Regions from separate parts of the Sus scrofa genome. Here region 1 is linked to region 2. The links are chromatin contacts, called in public Hi-C maps. All regions are on one chromosome and are shown on one strand. The core of a region is the stretch at or near the end of the contact, and the rest is flanking DNA. Distances in the headings are between cores, read along the strand shown.

What was found. Hi-C and Micro-C count contacts between places; a contact is called where the count stands out from the background.
Region 1: a contact with region 2 is called in a Hi-C map of omental adipose tissue, with 2.6 times the contacts expected there. The contact joins the enhancer-like site here to the promoter of RIF1 in region 2. A contact is called at or near these places in 1 of 5 promoter capture datasets (liver), 21 of 47 Hi-C or Micro-C datasets (alveolar macrophages, blood, brain and 14 more) and 2 of 2 datasets of contacts at active chromatin or transcription factors (alveolar macrophages and skeletal muscle).

What each region holds. Positions count from the first base shown.
Region 1 is chr15:970,068-973,557 of Sscrofa11.1, reverse strand. No RefSeq gene overlaps it. Among named protein-coding and RNA genes, the nearest start is that of NMI, 30 kb to the right of the region's middle. Within about 2 kb of position 1,992, at least 36 of the 83 cell types and tissues checked have an H3K27ac peak or open chromatin away from gene starts, as enhancers often do. A contact at or near this core is called in alveolar macrophages, fetal liver, mesenteric adipose tissue and 5 more, where this site is marked.
Region 2 is chr15:830,379-833,505 of Sscrofa11.1, reverse strand. RIF1 (telomere-associated protein RIF1) reads left to right here and starts at 1,470. Exons shown (of 35, transcript XM_021076097.1): 1 at 1,470-1,615; 2 at 1,976-2,089; 3 at 2,851-2,929. The coding sequence starts at 1,986.

The sequences.
Region 1 (3,490 bases), core at 743-3,242, 140 kb before region 2:
GATGACTTCAGACAAATGTTTTAACCTCTTCGCATCCTGGTTTCTTCCCCTACAACGTGAGGATGGCAATGCCTATGATGAAAGCTAGTCACAAGAATTAAATTAGATAATCTTTATAAAGATCACACATGGCATCACCACTGCTCAGTAAAGGGAGGCAGCAGACATTAGTGTTACTATTGCTGAGATTTATTACCTAAATTTTTGCCTTATTAATCTCACAACCTCATAAGGACATGTCAGAAGATCCTATAACATTGATGTGTGTTTTAGAAAAATTAACCAGTACCTGAACATACCTCAAACTTAGTTGTTCACAGGCCAACTTAATAGTTCTTTTCTACTTTCCTTCCAAAATAAATGTTTCCTTTCTAAGCTCAAAGTGAAGAGTGTGTGAATAATTCTCAGTGAGCTCTTTTACCTGTTTTTCATTGTTTGACTATTTGTTACGGAAGTTACCTTTAATGGAGGAAAACACTTCCTTAAAATAATCAAGGAGAACTAGAGTGCATAGGAAACAGTAAAAATAGATAAATGTGTTTCACCATCCTAGCCCCAAGTGGTAAGATGTACTTATACCAAAATAGCTCCAAAAAAGGAAAAAAAAAAAAAAAAAAAAAAAGACAGATTTTCAAACTTTCAGGAAATTTTGTTCCATAAGAGATCTTTCTTGATTTACTATGCAATGTCTGGTCCCCACAGTCCACACCAACCTCAGTGGGTAAGTAGACAGTGAATTAGCTTCCTTTTTGTTCTACATCAGTGTCAAAGAAAAACTTTAATCAATTTAAACTCAGGAAACCTACCCCGCCTCTGTCCTCAATCAATCCCAATGCCATATTTCTTTATTAAAGTGACTATAGTTATCTTTGACATCAAAGAAACTTTACCTTTCTATCCACAATTAAGAAGAAAAAGATATCTCGGGATCCCGATGCCTCAGACGCCTTTCAAGAGTTAGCAGTACAGGATTTTGAAACAAGAGTAGCATCTTGGCCAAAAGCATTTCCCCCATATCAATGATATATTTTACCTTCGACCTTCATATCAGATAGCAAAAAGACATAAAGGAAAACTGTGAGCTTATTTTTGTAAGTAAAGCACTTGGGAGAAAAAACTAAACTCATTCAATACGGTTATATTTCTTTTCTTAAAATCAATTATTTATTTTCATTCGCGTCGTCTTTACCGCCACCGGCAAACAAAATCGCATTTGCATCTCACCAAAGCTTTGGCATTTCCGGGACCCTATCTTTTCTGACCAGGAATTGAAGGCTCTGTCACTGTTTTCAAGCGCTTGATGTTAAGAACATGGAGAGCTACATCTGAAATTTGCTAACTGTTCTTGCTAGGCGGCACAGATGGTGACAACACCGAGCCCTTTGTGTCTAGACAAAGAATTAAGGCCACAGGAGAGAATTCTCGCTCATGCAGACAAGGCATCAGGATGCTTTCCCAACTTGTGTCCTTGGCTCAAATCCTTTCTGGCTTCTCACTCTCCCTCTATTCCGTCACTTCCTTCCTTTTCTCCTTCCTCTTTCTTTCCTTTCTTCTCTCTTTCTCCCTCCCTTTTTTCTCGGCCTCACCAGTGGCATGTAGAAGTTGCCGAGCCAGGGTACTGGCCCTTTCAAAAGCAAACAGTGGAGTCCATTGCTGGGCAGTTTTCTCCGCTCCTGTCCCCCGTAGCGTAGGAGGACCACAGCTAAGTCCTAAGACAGGCCGCGAGGCCACCCCTCGACGAAGCAGCTGTGCCCCCGACTTTAAAGCGTTAGGTGCAGAAGGTGGCCAAGGCGGGGCTTTTTTTGGAGCTGGCCCCTCTCGAAAGCCTGCAGTGAATTCCCGAACTGCAGCACCGCACCCCCGCCACCCCCACCTCCGGCAGGTGCAGAAAGGCAGGGCGGGGCTTGCTTGCAGGGGAGCCAGCACCGCTCACCCTCGTCCGCCCCGCCCCGCCCCGCGTCTTCCTGGGGGACCATGGCAACTGGACACGGGCTTCTGTGCCCTGCAAAATCCACAGCAAAAGCAACTTGCCATGGCTGAGGAGAGGCGCGCTCTCTGCGGCCGGAAGGTTTTGGTTTCCTGTTTTCTGTTCCCGCTCATTTGAAAACTTTGTGAGAAAGGGGCGGCCGGTCCATCCACCCAGCAGTTCTGCGGCCTCGGAGCATCGGGGTGGGAGCCCGGATCTAGGAAGACTGCTGCCAGGATGCCCTCGGTAGTTTCTCAACTTGTGAAACTACGCTGGAGAGAGGCCAGAGGGATTCCCCGGCAGAAATGCGGGAATTCTCTGGGTGCTATGTGTGTCCTATGCGCGGTGGAATCCAGATTCTTCTTCCTATACTTTCGTTATCTGCCTAGTCGTGTCCTCACCGCACCTGTTTCTCCTCTCGGCACCTGCCTGGCAAGAGTGGCCAGGTGCGCAGGGCATGGGATCCAAAGGAGCAAGATTCTTGCCGAGAGAACGCAACATCCTGTCCACACCAGGCTTAGATTCCTGAGTCTGGCATCTACAGAGACACGGGACTACACATACATAGCTTCAGAATCAAAGAGAGCCTGAATAAGAAAGGCAAATGGCTGGCTAATACGCAGAAGTTCAATTCCACTCCTAAGAAATACAAATTGAAAGCATAACAGGATCCCTTCTTCACACAATTAGATTGGTAAAAATTTTAAAGTATGGTAAAATTTACCGGTTACTCAGTGTTAACCAGAGAGCAAGGAAGCATCAATTTTTGGGTGGCCTATAAGGCCTGTGCTTGCCCAGCTTCAAGATAGAAAAAAGAGCCCAGAGTCAGCAACAGAGACTTCAATGGTTTAATGGATGGGTGAGCTCACACCTCTGAGGAAGGTCATTGGAGCGACACTCCCACGGGGTGTGTGTGTGTGTGTGTGTGTGTGTGTGTGTGTGTGTGTGTGTGGTGGCAACTCTGGTGGCAGTCTTGGTCTTGGTGGGTGGGGCATAGAGATTTTCAGTTATAGGGGGAATTCATTCAGCTCATCAGTTACCAGGGAAACCAAGGAGGCACACACCCCTCATTGCCCCTTTAATACGCTGTCACTAGCTAGGGCCTGGGAAAAGTAGATAGGGAGTTCAGTCATGTGCATAGGGTACAGGTGAAACAAGCACTGGTCAAGCAAGAGATGTACAGAGAGCAAAACAACAGCTACCCTGAGTGACCTGACCACGAAATCAGTGTTCCTGCAAGTGTAGACAGGGCAAACATTTCTAAGGATTTGGGCCCTTCTCAAAAATGTAAAGTGCAAAAAAATGTAAAAATGTATATATTCTTAGAATTATCAGCTCCACTTTCAGAACAGAACTGAAATTACAGGTCACAAGTAGAACTAAGATACTCTACAGAAATTTTAATTGTGCGTTGCTTGTAATATAATTTTTTAGAAAGACTGAGATCCACCCAGTTAAACTATTGCTTATATGGTGGATGGCACAAAGGCTATGACGATTTTTAAACAATGAGGTAGATCTATA
Region 2 (3,127 bases), core at 221-2,720:
TCGTGCTTCTGACCAGAAAATGAGGAGCAAATTCCCCTTCAAAGGTTAAGGAACTTATCAGGCTGCACTGAAAACCTTTCTCCGACATTACTTCCATAGTGTCTCTACACTTAACCAGACACAGCTCATTATTTCCTATTTCTGTAGGTTGGCTCACACAAAGTTGTAGGTCTCCTTCCCTCTCTTTCATCTTTTTGTTTAAAAAACATGCTCTGTGTTGAGCGCTTGGTTTGGCAGAGGCTTTGCTAGGTGCAGATAACACAGAAAAGGGCAAACCACCGCTAATAGTTGTGTGTGGATAAGTAAAAGCTCAAGCCAGGTGCAGAGAACCCATGAGGCCACAGTGGAAGGACCAGATGCTGTTGGGCCTTAGTTGCCTGGTTTAAAGTTGACAAAATTACTCAAGAGACTCAGAGGTCTAGGAAAAGGGGAGCAACATATTAGCACTAAGAACCAACTTTCATTAAGAGTTTACTGTAGGAGTTCTCGTCGTGGCTCAGTGATTAACATATACGACTAGGAACCATGAGGTTGCGGGTTCGATCCCTGGTCTTGCTCAGTGGGTTAAGGATCCAGCGTTGCCGTGAGCTGTGGTGTAGGTCGCAGACGTGGCTCGGATCCCGAGTTGCTGTGGCTCTGGCGTAGGCTGGTGGCTACAGCTCCGATTCGACCCCTAGCCTGGGAACCTCCATATGCCGCGGGATCAGCCCTAGAAAAGGCAAAAAGACAAAAAAAAAAAAAAAAAAGTTTGCTGTAGTTTCTCCAAGTGTTAAGTCCTAGCCAAACCCCACCCTTCAACCTCTGAGGCCTAATAGAAGAATGCAGATCCTACCTAAATCTACCTAATCACAATGCCTAAGGGCGGGTCCCAGAAGCTTGCAGTTTAATTATGAATAGCCCCAGGCCATTGTTATGTACACTTAAAACTTGAGAGTCCCTGGCCTCTCCAACCTCTTCTCACTTGGCTTTCTCCTGAATTAGATACTATTATCATCCCTATTTTACTGAGGAGGAAGTTGAGGCATAAAAAGGTTGATTAACTTGCCAAGGTCATGAAGAACAAGAGGTTGGAATCTAGACCAATCTAAATGCAGGTCTTAGTCTTTTTTTTAATATATAATGATTTTTATTTTTTTCCATTATAGCTGGTGCAACTCTTAGTCTTAAACATCACCATCCAATTATCTCCTCTTGCTAAATGAGTTGTTGCCAATACTTTAACAAATACTGGAATTGCAATTTGAAGACAGTCTGAAGACCCACTACCTTTAAAATCGGTGAACTTTGGAGATTTACATTTTGAATTTCAAGACCCTCGCTGGTTAAATTTAACCCAACCACCTGCAAGGTGACCTGGGGGGCAGGGAGGGGACACAGCAGGAGAGGGAGAGAGGTGATCGATGACTCCGGTGCGCCACCGCCTGTTGGATTGACTCGAGCCTCTCCGGCTAGGCCTGCCCCACTCGCGCGCGCTCCGGGCCCCGCCCCCGCCGCCATCTTGGTTTAGGAGGGAGCTGGCCGCACGCGTGAGTAAACAGCCCGAGCCGGAAAAGTCGAGCTCTGGCCGCCTCAAGGTGCTACGGGGCGACGGCGGAGGAGACGCAGGCCTGTCTTTGTACGTGGGGTGAATATTGGGATCCCAGTGCTGGGCGGCTGGAAGCTTCGGCCCGGCGCATCCTCCGCCCCCTCGCGGCGAGACGCCTCGCGCCCCGGGTTTCTCCCGCCCCCCGCCGGTCTCCTCCCCCTGTTGAAAGCTGCCCGGGAAAGTGGTGGCGGGAGCGGGCCTGGGCTGGGGCGCGGCGTGGGCCTGGGTGCGTGTGGCGGGGCAGGCGGAGATTCGGACTGTGGGTCCCTCCGCCTCCAGGAGCTCGCGGCGTGGACGCCGTGGGGCTCTGGGGCCGGGTCCCTGCCGGGCCGCGGAGGGGGTTGTTTCCCTCGGTCACCGGCTCTTCCCCTCTTCCGGTCCGGGCCGCAGGGTGGCCGACATGACCGCCCCGGGTCCGAGCCACCTGGCGCCGCTGTTGGAGACTCTGGAAGACCCTTCCGCCTCCCAAGGAGAGCAGACCGACGCTTACCTGACTCTGACCAGGTGAGGCCTGCTGGGGGTGGGGGTGGGGCGCCCTGGTGGGTCTCGGGGAGAGGGTACTGCAGGTGGGGCGCAGCAAGCGAGCTTGTGTATTCTAGAGTCTGGGAGCTGTGCGGGCGCTCGGGTCGCGGGCTGGTGGTGGGGAAGGTATGTGCTCAGTGACGTTCACTGTTGCGGGGGCTGCTGCCCTTGAGGCGTGTGTTTGGAATGAGGAAGCCCGCACGTGTGTCTCGCTTGCAAAGGGTTAGGGAAAGTTTGCTTGGAAGTAAGCGTGCTGGAGTAGAGGTTTTTCAGTGTAAGCCATCTCTGTCTTGGAACAGTGTGGGGCAACCCAGAATTGGCTTTTTAGTAGAGAGCAATAAGCCGAGTTTAATTTAAGTCGCACATGCTTCGCGGCTTATTTTTTCCCCGCAGACCGTATTTTTCTGAGTTACTTAGAGTTACTTGGAAATTACTGGAAAAGGGTTAACAGCAGGTACAAAATGATGAAGATTTGAGTAAATTTCTAAGTAGGGATAGATTTCGCTTTTACATAGTGAAACTGTCAAAATGTGTCTATGGATGCACAAGTTATTGTGAGGGCGGCTTTGCATTTATTTCAGTTGTATACTGTATTATATATTAAGTTATCTTAAGCACTGAGTCAGTTAATTTGCCAGAGTTCTAATATAACATTTAAAAAGATTATGCAGGTATTTCAGGGAGTGATTATAGTTTTTTTATGTCTTCCAATTGCATGAACTTGTGTTCTTTCCGCTTTTAAGTCGTATGACTGGAGAAGAGGGAAAAGAAATCATTATAGAAATTGAGAAAAAACTTCCTCGGCTCTTCAAAGTTTTAAAGGTATGTATCTTTGTTGTTTATTAAATAGCTTGTGGGGAAAATGTTTTGCCAACTCAACTTTGAACGTAAAGTAAATAACAGTAGTATTATTATAGTACTGTTTGAGGATTTACAGTGTATTGAGTGCTGTCTTAATTACCTTACGTGTTTTCTCTTATTTAGTCCTCCAATCCTCCATGTCCCAGTGGGGTTACTCTT